2 separate regions of the Sus scrofa genome follow, and region 2 is linked to region 1. Evidence: chromatin contacts called from public Hi-C data. All regions are on one chromosome and are shown on one strand. The core of a region is the stretch at or near the end of the contact, and the rest is flanking DNA. Distances in the headings are between cores, read along the strand shown. Region 1 overlaps LAMA5 (laminin subunit alpha-5). Region 2 holds the start of RPS21 (ribosomal protein S21).

Region 1 (6,702 bases), core at 1,251-3,750:
GTGCAACAGGAAGGCGTAGCGGCCCAGCGCGGGCACGTGGGTGGCGAAGACCACGGCGCCCTGCGGGAGGGGCTGCGGTGAGCGGGCGGGGCTGCGGGGACGCTGGGGGCCGGGGGCAGAGCCAGCCCCACCCCGTGCCCCTGGGCCCTCACCTGGGGCTGGCGCAGCAGGGTGGGCTCGGCCTCAGGGTCCACGGCGGTGGGGGGCCGAGGCTGGGGCCCGGAGGGGGGCGCGGCGGGGGTGACCTCCTGCGCCTGGGTCAGCGGGACGCCCGGCGGCAGCGGCAGCACCTGGCAGTCCCTGAGCACGATGGGCTGGGGCGGCTTCGGGAAGCGGGAGGGCAGGCAGGCGGTGCTGGGGGTGGGGGGCGCAGGGGTGAGTCCCTGGGTCCCGGGTGGGGCCTTGGCAACCGCTCCGGGCCCTCCCAGCCCCACTACCTGCTGGGGCCGAAGGTGCCGTGGGTGCTGATGCAGTGGACGCGGGGCTCCAGGAACTCCGCGCTGAACGTCTCCACGGGCACCAGGGTGACGCTGTGCTGCAGGCAGGGGACAGGTGTGCATGCAGAGGGCAGGCCAAGCCCGTCCACACCCACACCCAGCCTGGTCCTGCGCTTCACACCACACCCCCAACTCCCACTCCACCCGCCTCCTCCGGCTGCACACACCCGGCCCGTGCCTATGGTTTTGAGGTCCTAGAGCACCTGCCGGCTCCCCCAGGCTCCTTCTCCCACCGTGCACCCACCACCCTCTGTGGTTACAGGGGTGGGACCGGCCCAGGCAGGAGCTCAGCAGGCATCTCTGCCCTGAGCCAGCTGCCACCGTGCAGGAACACGTGTGACAAATTTGGTCACACGCCACCACGGCACGTCCCAAAAACCCTACAGTGAACACAGTGCCGCGTGACCACGGGGACAGCACCATCCACCCCCGAAATGGCATCGGCAAAAGCATCAGAAAGAACACCTGTGTGACCCTGGGGACAGCACCATCCACCCCCGAAATGGCATCGGCAAAAGCATCAGAAAGAACACCTGTGTGACCCTGGCTACGGAAAGTTCCAGAACAGGCAAACTAGGCGGAGCTGCCCATGTCCGGAGAGGGCTGCCCTGGGGGCCCGAGGGGCGTCTGGGGTGGAGCCATGTCACTGCCTAACCCAGCTCCAGGCAGGTGGGAGGAACGCGCCGGGCTGTGCACTGTGGGTACAGCTCCATGGAAAGTTAAAAAAAACCCAACATGACCTAGTCCCCAGTTGCAGTGCTGTGTGCGCCTGAGGGGGTCTGACACCGAGAAACCAGGGAAAGCAACGTAATTCGTGTTACGGTGTCACTCCGCGACCTGGAGGGAATGGGCTGGAGAGTGGAACGAGGAGACGTGACAGATGGGACAGAGGATCACGTTTTTTGTCGCAATTCAGTATTTTTTTTTTGGCTTCACTCGTGGCATGTAGAAATTCCCAGCTCAGGGATTGAACCTGTGCCCCAGAAAGCAGCAACCCCGAGCTGCTACAATGACAACGCCTGATCCTTAACTTGCTGTGCCATTCAATGTTTGATGCTTTTTATAAAAACGCAGGCACGGGAGTTCCCGTCATGGCAGCGGAAACAAATCTGACCAGCACGTGAGGACACAGGTTCGATCCCTGGCCTTGCTCAGTGGGTTAAGGATCCTATGTTGCCATGAGCTGTGGTATAGTTTGCAGATGCGGCTCCGACCCAGTGTTGCTGTGGCTGTGGCATAAGCCAGAAGCTACGGCTCCGATTTGACCCCTAGCCTGGGAACATCCATACGCTGCAGGCGCAGCCCTAAGAAGCCAAAAAAAAAAAAAAAAAAAAAAAAAAAAAAAAAAAAATGCAGGCATACGTTACTCTGATAGAAGTTTTAAAGGCCTAGGAGACACAACGTGGAGAGGCTGTATAATCCTCTGATGAGAACAAACATCACCTGTCACACCCCTTTACCACGTATGCCGGGTTCTGGGCATCGGAACCAGGTTAATATTGCACAGAGTTCAGCGATTACAAAACAGGTCTGCATGCGTTTAGTCTTGGGATTTAATTTTCAACCCTGTGAGGCTGACACAGAAGCGAGTTCATGACGCCAGTGAATTCCAAGCTACAGGACCCACAGGAGGGGCCCTGCTCGCACGGTGTTGTTTTTGTAAATTAGACCAACAAGCGGCCTTTCACTAAGATGGCTATTTCTTTCTACTTTGACTTCAACGCGTCAGAGTTCCCCTGACGTGGCGTGGGCATTACTTACAAATGTGCATTTTACACCCACAGGGCAAAGCTCCTGCAGGTGAGGGGGGTGCTGGAAGAGCCCCATCCCGGCCCGCCCTAACCTCCGACACGGAGCGCATCACACGCTCTGTGACTGTCTAAAGACGCTGCAAAGACCTGAGCCCGGGGCAAGTCCCGCCCAGCCCGCCCCCTCGTGTGCAGGTGAGGGGCGGGGCCTCACCAGGAAGAAGCGGGCCTGCTCAGCCATGAGCCGGACGCTGGCCTCTGTGTCCAGGAGGAAGACCGCCAGGTGGCGCTGGTCGTCCATGGCAGCGCCCCGGCACAGGGTGCTGGGGATGGGGCGGGTGGTCAGCAGGCAGCCCTGGGACCCCGAGCCCTCCCACCCCGCCCCCAGACTTGAAGCCTCCGCCCACACACCTGTACGGGCAGGGGTGGAGGGTGAGGGACCCCCGCTGGAGGGCCTGCTGGGGGCTGTGCACAGCCACGTCCACCTCCTGGCGGCCGTCCTCGTTGACGTACTCCACCACCAGGGCGTAGCGGCCTGGCTGCGGCACTGCCACCTGAAGCTGGACATCCACCTGGGGGGACAGGGCGATGGGAGGCCCGGCCCCGGCCCCCACCTGGAGAACCTGGTGCTCCTGGAATGGTCCTCGCACCCTCTGCCCGCACAGCCTCTCCCCCGGGCTCAGGGCCTGTGCACCTCGCCAGCCTGCTGCTCAGGGTGCTTTTCTTGCAGCCACGCAGCCTCCCCTGCCCACCTGTGGCCTCATCGCCACAGAGCGCCGGGTACCCAAAGCGAACCAGGGACCCGACACCTCCTCCCAGCCAGCTGGAGGGCTGGGCCACTGGGACCCCATTTACAGACGAGGCCCTCGAGCTGGCCTTGAGCACTCGCTCCAGTGACCATGTTCTGCCCACGTCACACCTCCCCAGGTCCCGACCCTGCCTGCCCCCACGGGGTCCCGGGGACACGCACGTCTGTGCCCTGGCAAGCAACCAGCGGCGGATGCGAGGGCCCGAGCTGCTCCGTGGGGCAGGGCCGGGGGAGGCTGTTGTCATGGCGACACAGGGCCTCGGGCCCAGCGGCCGAAGGGAAGCCGTCCAAGGGCAGGTGGGTGTAGAGGAGGCAGCTGGGTGGGGGCGCACAGACCGTGGTTGGCAGGCGGCCGGAGCGCCATGAGGGTCAGACCGGCCCCCACCCCTGCCCCCGCCCCAGCCCTCACTTCTCCCCGGAGCGCTGGGCAGTGGGCCGGAACGTGCAGGGCTCGGTCACCCGCAGCTGCAGGAGGGCCGCCTCGTAGTAGGCGCTGGGCAGCAGGACCACGTAGTCCTGGCGGGTGGGGCGGGGTGGAGTGGGGGTTAGACGTCCTGGCCCCAGCCCCGGCCCCAGCCCAGGGCCTGCCCCATCCCGCTCAACCCCATCTCACCAGGAGCACCCCTTCGGCTTCCACCAGCAGGGCCCAGGTGCCAGGGTTCAGCACAAAAGGCTCCCCGAAGCCCCTCTGGGGCACGGTGACGAAGGCGGGCTCCGTGCTGGGTGGGAAGGCCACGGGCTGGCTCTGCTCTGTGCCTGGGGGCAGGGACAGTGACCTCCTGGACATGGGCACGCCACCCCAGGCTACGCCTCCCCCAGGGCCCCCCTCATGCATGGGGGCGAGGCAGGGGCTGAGTGATGGAGGTGGGGTGGGAAGGGGCATGAGGGGGATGGGGAGCCGTGGGCAGGGGGCTGTGGGGTGGACCTTCCACGCCCCGCCCCCCGCCAAACCCCGCACTCACAGTTGGTGCAGGTGGCAAACTTGCCCTGGTCTCGCACGGAGACCCGCCCGCTCACGCCCGTGGGCCCGCGGTTCACGTATCGGAAGACAAGTCGGAAGAGGTCAGGGGAGGTCACATTCAGCCGTGCCACGATCCTGGGCTGGGGTGGGGTGCGCGTGGAAGGTCGGGGCTGCCCCTCCCTGGCCGTCTCCAGTCTAGCCCCGTGACCTGGGGGCCTGCCTGCCACCCACCCTGCCTGCCACGCCGGGAACTCTGAGCCGGGCCGGGGTCGGGGAGCACGGCACCCACCTGGATGGGTGTCATCTGCGCATAGCCCCTCCAGCTGAAGCCCTCGAACTCCAGGGGGTTAAAGCCGAAGCGCACGGCGTGGCCCTCGGGCGTCGCCGCCTCCTCCAGCTCCAGGCGCAGGTGGTGCAGGTCGGGGAGGTAGTGGCCCCGAGCCGGCCTGGCCACGGCAAGGGCAGTCAGAGTGGCCGTGACACAGTCTGGGCAGGGCAGTCCCCAGGGAGAAGTCCAGTGACAACTGCTGCCCCCCACCTCCCCCCGCCCAGCCAGGGTGGGGGCACGCACTCGCTGCAGGTGGGGCCCTGGGTGTTGGGGCGGCACAGGCAGGCGCCAGTCCTCAGCTCACAGCCCTGGCCCAGGGCACCGCCCACGTCGCACCGGCAGCCTGGCACAGGACAGAGCAGGGTCAGTGCAGCCCAGCCCCCGCCCCACCCGGCCTGGGTGCTCCTCCCACCGCCCCCGGCTCAGGGCTCTGCTCCATGCACCCTCCATCCAGCGCAGCACAGACTGGGAAGCCAACTTCACCTGCGGCTGGGGGTGCCTGGGGCTTTGGGGCAAGGGCACTGGGATTGATTAGTGATGCCTGCCAGGGACACGGATGGGGGGAAGGAGCACAAACTGCCTCCTCTCTCCTGTGGCTCCCCTCTGCTGGGTCCTTGCCCCATCCGACTCTCTCTGGGCCTTGGCCTCCCCCAGGACATGGTCCAAGGGCCAAGTGGGCACTGACCACGACAGCCAAAGTAGTCAGCCTGGTCCAGCCCGAAGAAGCCCTCCTTGCAGGCAGAGCAGGTCTGGCCGCACACATGGGGCTTGCAGAAGCACTGGCCGTTGCCCTGGGGGCCGAGAAAGAAGGTGGGACCAGATAGGGGAGGGTCCCTGCACGCTGCTCCCATGCCCCCCCCACCTTTGCCCTCAGACTCACCGGCTGGCACTCAGCAGCTCCGCCCAGGGTGCCCCTGGGGTCACAGCTGCAGCCTGGGGGAGGGGCAGAGCAGGCCTGAGAGCCAGGGAGGGGCAGGAGGGCCCGGACTCCCCTGACTTCAGACGCTATGGGGCCAACCTTCACCTGCCCACCACCCGGGATCCCCCAGCACCCCAATACCAACGCAGAGAAGACTCACGGGTGCAGCCCTCGGGGTTGCTGGGACTCAGCCCCCAGAAGCCGGCTTTGCAGCGATCGCAGCTCGGCCCTTCCACGTGAGCCCGGCACAAACAGGGGGCCTGTGCCCGGGGGGGGGATGACAGGGAGGGTCAGAGTGGGTCCTTTTTTTTTTTTTTTTTTTTTCTTTTCTTTTCTTTCTTTTTGCTATTTCTTGGGCTGCTCTCGCGGCATATGGAGGTTCCCAGGCTAGGGGTCCAATCGGAGCTGTAGCCACCAGCCTACTCCAGAGCCGCCACAGCAATGCAGGATCCGAGCCGCGTCTGCGACCTACACCACAGCTCACAGCCACGCCGGATCGTTAACCCACTGAGCAAGGGCAGGGACCGAACCCGCAACCTCATGGTTCCTAGTCGGATTCGTTAACCACTGCGCCAGGACGGGAACTCCCCAGAGTAGGTCCTTGTCCTCCTACCCACAAGCCCTCAGCCCTGGAGCCCTGTCTCTTCTCTGGCATGACCCTGCAGTGGGGACAGAGGACCAGCCGGGGGAACGAGTGGGCCCTGAGGTTGCCGTGGCAACCGAGCAGTAGAAGACGCGGTGGCCTCTCGGGAGGTGGTGGCCTTGGACCCAGAGGGCTGCCCTGGGCTCACCTCAGGAAGGACGCGATCGGCCGGGATCAGGCCGGCGGGGTGGCAGGAGCCAGCTGCAGAGAGATGACCAGGCCCCAGTCACTAGGCGGTCACGGACCCGGATGGCCAAGGGCTTCCCTAGGCCCTGCCAGGACCCGAGGCTCCCTGGGAGGCAGCACACACACGTCCCACACATGGGAACAGGCGTGAAATTACGTGTGCCTCCCTGCCCTGGTCCCCGGGGCCGAGGGCGTGTGCTGCCGCACCATCCAGCACAAGGCTATGAACGTACCATGAGCACACACACACAGACATGCGTGTGAACAGTCATGTGTGCACACGCGTGCACAAGGCCCACGAACACAGCACGTTCGAGCCACGGGTAGCGGCGCACGGACACTCGCGGGAACGTAGGGAGTGATCCCCGTGCATGCACGCGCGCGAGCACGCAGCACAGGGACGATCACGGGGCCACGCAGCACAGGGCACACGCACGGCGCCGGCCTCACCTTCGCAGTGGGGGAAGTTGTAGGCGCCGGGCTCACACGAGTCACACCGCAGCCCCGTCACTCGGGGGCGGCAGCTGCACTGACCGCTCCGGGGGTCGCAGGCTGAGTGCAGGGAGCCTTCGGCGGAGCAGTGGCAGGCTGGGGGCGGGGACAGGGTATGGG
Region 2 (7,340 bases), core at 2,262-4,761, 46 kb after region 1:
TTTTTTTTTATGTGATAAAATATATCTAAAACTTTCGCCTTTGACCACTTTCAGGCGTGTGGCTCACGGGTATTAAATACACGCATGCTGCTGTGCAGCCACTGCCACCACCATCTCTAGAAACGTCTCGTCTTGTGAAGACGGAGCTCCATGCCATGAAACACGAACTCCCTCCCAGCCCCTGCCCCCCGCAGCCCCCGTCCTACTCTCTACCTGAACCGGGCTGCTTTAGGTCCCTCCTCGTGGTGGAATTACACGGCCCGTTTCACTCACAACGTCCTCAAGCTTCACCCCATGCAGGTGTTCCAGCCTCCTTCCTCCCGCAGCTGCCTGCTGTGCCCAGAGCACGCGTCTGGCTCATCTGCTCACCCACCCAGAGACGCCTGGGTTGCTCCCACGTCTTGGTGATTGTAAGGCTGTCATCACAGGTGTGCCAGGATCTCTTCATGACACTGCTTTCACTTCTTCTGGGAAAATGGTCCAGAAGCGGGACTGCGGGATCATATGGAAGTTCTACCTTTATATTTATTTACTTTTCTTTTTCTCTTTTTAGGGCCACACTCACGGCACGTGAAGGTTCCCAGGCTAGGGGTCAAATTGGAGCTGCAGCTGCCGGCCTACACCAGAGCCCCAGCAATGTGGGGTCCGAGCCCTGTCTGCGAACTATACCATAGCTCACGGCAACGCCGGATCCTTCACCCACTGAGCGAGGCCAGGGACCGAACCTGCATCCTCATGGATGCTGGTTGGGTTGTTTCCTTCGAACCATGACTGGAACTCCAGTGGTGGTTCTATGCTGAATTTTTCGAGGATCCATGCTGTTTCCCACAGCGGCTGTTCTGGCTACATTCCAACCAACAAGGGTTCCAGTATCTCCACATCCTCGCCCACACCTACTCTTTCTAAAACGCATGGAGGCCTTCCTGAAGGGCGTGAGCAGCGTCCTGCAGCTTGCGTTTGCAGCGCCCCAACACTCTGGATGTTGAGCATCTTTCCCGTGCAAGTGGGCTGCTGGCACATCTTCTCTGGTGAAATGTCTCTTGGGGTCCTTTGCCCATTTTTGATTCAGGTTTTTGTTCTTCGGTTTTCGTTCCCTCTATACTCTGAACATTAACCCCTTATCAGATGTAAGTACCTTCTCCCATTCTTTGGGTTGCCTTTTTTTGGGCTGTCCTGCGGCACATGCAGTCCCAGGCCAGGGATCAGTTCTGAGCTGCAGCTGCTGCCCAAGCCTAACCTGCTGTGGCAGGCTGGGGATGGAACCTGCGCCCCAGCGCTCCCAAGATGCCGTCAATCCTGCTGTGCCAGTGGGGACTTTGCCTCTTCACTCTATTGATGGTGTCTTTGATGCACACATTTTTCAAACTTTGTCTTTTTTGTTGTTGCTGATTGTGTCTTTCATCTCATGTGCAAGAAAGCATCGCCAAGGCAAAGGCTGTGCCCTAAATTTTCCTCTAAGAGTTTCATTTTTACATTTGTGTCCTTGATTCATTTTGTGTTGATTTTTGCACGTGGCACAAAGGAAGGGGCCTGCTTCATCCTTTTGCACGTGGTAGCCAGTCTTTCCAGCACACTTGCTGCGAACACCACCCTCTTTTTTTTTTTTGGCTTTTTGTCTTTTCAGGGCCACACCCTCAACACATGGAGGTTCCCAGGCTAGGGGTCTACTTGGAGCTGCAGCTGTTGCCCTGAGCCACAGCCACACAGGATGCCAGCCTCATCTGCAACCTACACCACAGCTCACGGCAATGCTGGATCCTTAACCCACTGAGCGAGGCCAGGGATAGAACCGGCCACCTCACGGTTCCTAGTCGGATCCATTTCCGCTGTGCCACGACAGGAACTCCCCTTTCTCTCTTAAATGGTCCTGGCACTCTCATCAGAAATCACTTGACTGTATACACGAGGGTTTATTTCGGGGCTAAGACTCTGGCAGGCCCCTCTCTGCCACTCTCCTGCTACTCTGTCTCTTACCTTCCAGTTAGAGATAAATCTTTTTTAAAATTTATTTTTAGAAAATGGTATGGCTGCATGCTGCAGCATGTGGAAGTTCCTGGGCTAGGGATTGAAATCTATGCCACGGCTGCGGCAAGGCCGGCTCCTTTAACCCACTGCAATAGGCTGGGGGTGACCTGAGCCACTGCAGTCGACTCCTAACCCACTGTGCCACAGCAGTAACTCCTACAGAATCTCTTGAAGACCAGGCCTAGCTGGACAGGTAGGCCAGCTGTGCAGACCCCTGCCACAAACATAAACATGTAATACCTGTGCATGTGCTGGGGGGCCTGGACAAAGCACACCTCTCTCTCTCTTTCTCTCTCTCGGGGCTGGCACAGACACTGAGTGACCCTTCTACAAGGTGCTGGCCTTGGTGACCTCACGCCTGATACCCAGCCGCTGGAGTCCCATGGAAGCAACAGCAGACACGCTGCCCACCCAAACACAGGTATGAAGGAACTTGTGGCCTCAGTCCCCGCCAGGCCCAGAGCTCCACGGAAGTTGGCCATGATTCAGACAAGGCCCTGTGGGGCCAGGCTGATAGGGATCGTGTGCACGTTCACTGGCTTCGTACACCTACTATGTGCAGTCCCACTCGGTGAGCAGAGCCCGCCCTGGGAGAGCCCCCACCTGGGCGAGCCGAGACTCAGGTGCGGAAGTGATGGGGGAGACCAGACTTGGAGGATGGGAGGGTGGCAGCAGCGGGAGACAAGACGTGTGTGGCCTGGGGTCCATCCGGGAGGGGCCTTCCGTTTCATCGGAGATGAAGTCCCAAAGGGACAGGCTGCCGCGCACACACTCCCAGGAATGTGGGCAGGGGGCTCTGGGACACTAATTCTGCACTCTAGGAGTTTCCCGTTTTCTTCACTAACAAATTCCTGGCCGCAGGAATGGGCCTCTCCGTCAGTACTGCTCCATGGAGGTGTAGCGGGGGTGATGCGGTGGGGGAGAGTCCTGGGGAGGGGCCCGATGGTGCAGGGCAAGGGCTGTGGGGGCTCTGCCACTGGGCTTGGCCAAGCGCCTTCGCAGCTTGGTCCTGGTTTCCCGAGGGGTTGGCTTCTAATCCAGGGTGTCCCCCGCCGCAGCCCCGCCGCTGCTCCCGGCCTCCCTCAGGACCGCAGGGGCTCGCCGCACCCTTTGCTCTTATAACCCACGACGCCCCTCCTGCGTCCATCTCCGCGTTGCCTGGCTAGTTTCCCGGGGTGAGTCCCCGGCACGGTCTACACCTCTCACGTTCAGACGAGCGCGGTCCGTCCCAGCACTCCCGCGCCGGCCGCCAGCCCCGCACGCCAACCAGCCTGGGGGCGCAGCCGAGACGGCCAGGAGCCGCAGGGGGGCCGAGACCGCAGCGCAGACGCCCGGTGGCTCCCGCCCACCGGAAGCGGAAGTGCGTCGGCCCGGCCCGCACCGCTCTCCGCGCAGACTCGAGGCAGCGCGGGAGAACCGGAAGTACTCGCGAGGCCCCGCCCCCGTCCGCCAGTAGTGCTGCCGGGGGAACCGGCCCTTCCTTTCTGCGCTCGCGCTCATCGTGGTGACACAAGGTGGGCCGCGCGGCTGGGCTCGGGGCCTGGGCAGGGGGACCGCGCGGGGATCGGGGTTCGAGTCGGGCCGGGGGCACGGCGGGGGGGGTCGGGGCCTGGCCCGGGGGACCGCGCGGCTACCGGAGTCGGGCCTGGAAAAGGGCATGGCGCGGGGATCGGGTGGGTGGGAAGGGGCGCGCGGCCCTTTCCTTACGGCACCGCTTGGGGTCCCGCAGGCGTGCCTTCAACATGCAGAACGACGCGGGCGAGTTCGTGGACCTATACGTGCCTCGAAAATGGTGAGCGCTCCCCACCGCCCCGTAATCCCCCCAACCGCTCCCAGCGAGCCCCTCCCCGCTCACTGCCCTCCCGCCCCCCGCAGCTCCGCCAGCAACCGCATCATCGGCGCCAAGGACCACGCGTCCATCCAGATGAACGTGGCCGAGGTGAGTCGGGAGGATCTCTGCGCCGGGGAGGGCGCAAGGTCTGCCGGACTGGTCTGCGTGTTGACTTCTGAACCCCGGGCTTGGAGCTAAAGGCGTTCGGGTGCGCCTCTTCGTGACCCCCCTTCCTGACTTACAGGTTGACAAGGTGACAGGCAGGTTCAACGGCCAGTTTAAAACCTACGCCATCTGTGGTGCCATTCGCAGGATGGTGAGTGTCCCCTGGTCTCTTTCACTGGCCTTTTGAGCAGGGAAATGGTCTCTCCCTGCGTGTCCTCAGGTCTGAGCAGATGTGTTGACAGAACGGGCCAGAGCCTGTTGGACTGGACTGTGCTGCTGCCAGCCCCTTCCCGGGGGGAGGGAGGGGGGTGGAAGAGGGGTGCTTGGGGGTCCCAAGAAAGGGCCATCCTGATAAGAGACACAGATGGGCCTTGACCTCAGATCCCCAGGGCCTCTCCTGCACTGCCAAGTGTCTGCCCACTGCTGCTGTGCCTCCTGTGGTCCGGCTGGGCCGGGGTGTGGCTGGACCTCTGGGCAGTGGTCTCAGGGTGCTTTTCTTGCCAGGGAGAGTCAGACGACTCCATTCTCCGGCTGGCCAAGGCCGACGGCATTGTCTCAAAGTAAGAGGGTCGGCGTGTGGACAGAGGGCTGGGGGGGGGGCTTCTTCAGAAGCCAGATTTTCATATCTTTCTTCCTTTTCTAGGAACTTCTGACTGGCGAGGCTCACACATGTGGAATGTTTGTCATAAATAAATAGTGCAAGTCCGTCTGTTGTTTCACTGTCTGCTTGGGAGGGATGGTGGTCTCTCCTCTGGGCTCTGAGGGTCGGGGCTGGGGTATCTGCTGTGAGTGGAAGGGGCCTGTCACCTGAAAAGCATACTGCAAAACCAGATTTTACTTAAAAGCACAAGTACATGACTTTGCTAACAGATCCATGACACATGACTTAGGTCAGATGACCACTAAGCACACATTTAAATCCACAACACCTGCCCGGTGCTGAGGGGGCGGCACAAGGCCCTTGGACTCATGTCTGAGCAGGTTCGGGGGGGGGACAGTTTAGGCTGAAGTTAAATGCCTTAAATACTGGCTTCACTGGAGTACCACACAGTGGCAGCTCCTGACATCATTAAAAAGGGTGCAGCACACAAAGGGGAAGGTTACAGATGGGTTTGGTGAACGAGAAAACCTCACTACGTGGACACGCAAACTTAAATTACTCCAGCCATCCTAATGTCTGTATAGAAACCCCCAAGACGGGTCCCTTGAGGCTAATTGTAAACCAGCAACGTACAGTTTTGGAAGTCGGTCCCTTGCAGCACGTGTTCGTGTCCGTGGGACCTGTGATGGCAGGACAGGTCACCTAGAAGAGTTGCCTGGGGCCTAGCAGCTTCATCCTTCAAAACCCCCCTGGTGCACATCGGGTCCAGGGCGGTCTTGGGCAGGAGGACGGGGAAGAGGCACTCGGTAAACCCACGTGGGCTCTGTCTCTGGCCTGCTGTCCCCCTCAGCCCAACTGAGTGACTGAACACAGCAGGCAGGTGGGAGCAGGCCTGCAGGTGGCCGTCCCACACCTCTGCTGGGGTCTCAGCAGCTGCTGCTGGTTGAGTGCTGGCAACTCCTTTCTGCAAAAGCACCAGTCCACATGGGCAGAATGCAGGGTGGGGCTGTCCCAGAGCCCCTCCAGTGACAGCTTTCTAGGACAGCAGTAGGACAGCAGCTTCATGGCCCAGCCAACACAGTCATTTTTTTGTGAGCAGCCGACTCTCAAGGGAGAAACTCCTCCTTGGTCTTCAGTGTTCGGGCGGGCAGCAAAGCACACGCAAGAGCTGGAGACCGTGGTGTGGAGAAGCCACTTCGTGCCCGTGGGGAAAAGGCCCGGGCACCAGCCCTTCCAGGGAGGCAAGGCCGGGAAGTGATCAGTCTCCTCCTGCTTGAGGGTCAAGTGTGATTCAAGTCACAACTTCAGGTCTCTTTAACACGCTTTTGTTCCCTCAGGAAAAAAAGACCTACAGAAGCAAGTCCTACATGACAATAAATAATGGGTTTTCTCTGCAGTATTGCTCAGGAAGACCAAGAGCCAGCAACTCAGCCCTCCTGCAGGTCCCAAGTGTCATGGGCCGGTGGGGTGTTCCTGGTGAGACGCGTCCCTGCGTGTGGGGTGGGCTAGTGCCCGTACCAGAGGCCTGCTGGGGTGTGTGACAGTCGGGGCATCAGGGCTTCACAGTGACACGATCCTCGCAAGAACAGAGGCCCGAGAGTAAAAGCAAGATCAAGACCAGCCAGGAGTCCACTCGCCGGGGCCCAGGCTGATGCCAGAGCCTTGCCGGCGGAGGCGGGCGGTCAGGGTGGGGTGGAGGTGGGGCCGGCAACCCCCGAGGGGCTGCTGGGGCCAGTGCAGTTCCCACTTCTGAAAACCTGAGAGAGCCAAGATGAATGCTTTGTCAGGGTCACTCCAGCAATTCAGGGCGTCCAGTGAGCTCTGGAAACCCAGGTCTCCGCAGATGCTAGTGCAGTGACTACGGTGGTTTGCAGAGGGCTGGCTCACGCAAAGGAGAAAGGCGCTGAAGAGGCAGGATTCAGCCCCGCGCAGCGCACATCCACGTGCTGGTGCCAGACCCGTCTCAGGCACAGGGAAAGAAGAAGCAGTAACAAACCCCGCACTGGTTCGCGGAAGAACGCCAGGGGGCTCAGAAATACCGTGGCGGTGGGGAGTGTGCTTTGGCGTGGAAGCAGGCCCGCTCCGAGGAAGCCAAGGTGGAGGAGGCGGCACCGCCCGCGGGGTGCGCCCTGCAGCGCCCGCAAACGCCCGCGGCGGCCGGCTAGAACTGCTGCGTGAGGCGCCTGTAATGAGGTAAGACCTGGCTCTCGGGAAGGTAGAGAGCAAGTTCCAAGGCCACGAGCACCGTGAACTCAAACCCAATCAGATCCCGTCTGTTGAATCGAAACCTTTCTTCTAACTTCTGCGCAGAGAAAGAGAAAGGGGTTGAGTGGGCGGAGCCAGCACGGGGCGGGGCGGAGCCAGCGCGGGGTGGGGTGGAGCCAGCGCGGGGCGGGGCGGGGCGGGGCGGGAGGGCTGGGCGGGGCCGGGGCGGGGCGGGACAGACTCACGTCAATGAGCTGCTTCACGTCGCTCTTGCGCAGGTCGCTGCTGATCTTGGCCGCCAGCAGCACGCAAGCGCCTGCGCACAGCTTGCGGTTCTGCTTGTTGAGCTTGCCCTGCAGGACGAGCTTCTCGAAGTATACGTAGGCCATGGACACGGTCACGGGCTCCAGCCCACACTCCTCAGACAGGTTCCGCATCTCTCGTTTCAAACTGTGGGTTTACATGGGAGCCAAGGGCTGTGGGGCCAGGAAGTGGCGCTCCCTGATGTGCCTT

What was found. A called contact is a pair of places that touch in the nucleus more often than the background predicts.
Region 2: a contact with region 1 is called in a Hi-C map of liver, with 1.9 times the contacts expected there. The contact joins the promoter of RPS21 here to the enhancer-like site in region 1. A contact is called at or near these places in 1 of 5 promoter capture datasets (liver), 8 of 47 Hi-C or Micro-C datasets (embryonic fibroblasts, epiblast stem cells, fetal heart ventricle and 4 more) and 1 of 2 datasets of contacts at active chromatin or transcription factors (skeletal muscle).

What each region holds. Positions count from the first base shown.
Region 1 is chr17:61,715,366-61,722,067 of Sscrofa11.1, forward strand. LAMA5 (laminin subunit alpha-5) reads right to left here. Exons shown (of 80, transcript XM_021078218.1): 16 at 6,541-6,678; 17 at 6,053-6,105; 18 at 5,422-5,521; 19 at 5,223-5,275; 20 at 5,028-5,133; 21 at 4,586-4,685; 22 at 4,304-4,460; 23 at 4,016-4,154; 24 at 3,667-3,809; 25 at 3,463-3,569; 26 at 3,216-3,369; 27 at 2,657-2,817; 28 at 2,460-2,568; 29 at 438-535; 2 more. Among named protein-coding and RNA genes, the nearest start is that of ADRM1, 26 kb to the left of the region's middle. Within about 2 kb of position 2,501, at least 10 of the 83 cell types and tissues checked have an H3K27ac peak or open chromatin away from gene starts, as enhancers often do. A contact at or near this core is called in liver, where this site is marked.
Region 2 is chr17:61,760,095-61,767,434 of Sscrofa11.1, forward strand. It overlaps RPS21 (ribosomal protein S21), which reads left to right and starts at 3,512. Exons shown (of 6, transcript NM_001097480.2): 1 at 3,512-3,539; 2 at 3,755-3,817; 3 at 3,901-3,964; 4 at 4,101-4,172; 5 at 4,526-4,581; 6 at 4,665-4,729. The coding sequence starts at 3,768. The coding sequence ends at 4,674. CABLES2 (CDK5 and ABL1 enzyme substrate 2) reads right to left here. Exons shown (of 10, transcript XM_001924509.4): 9 at 7,073-7,277; 10 at 4,839-6,924. The coding sequence ends at 6,784.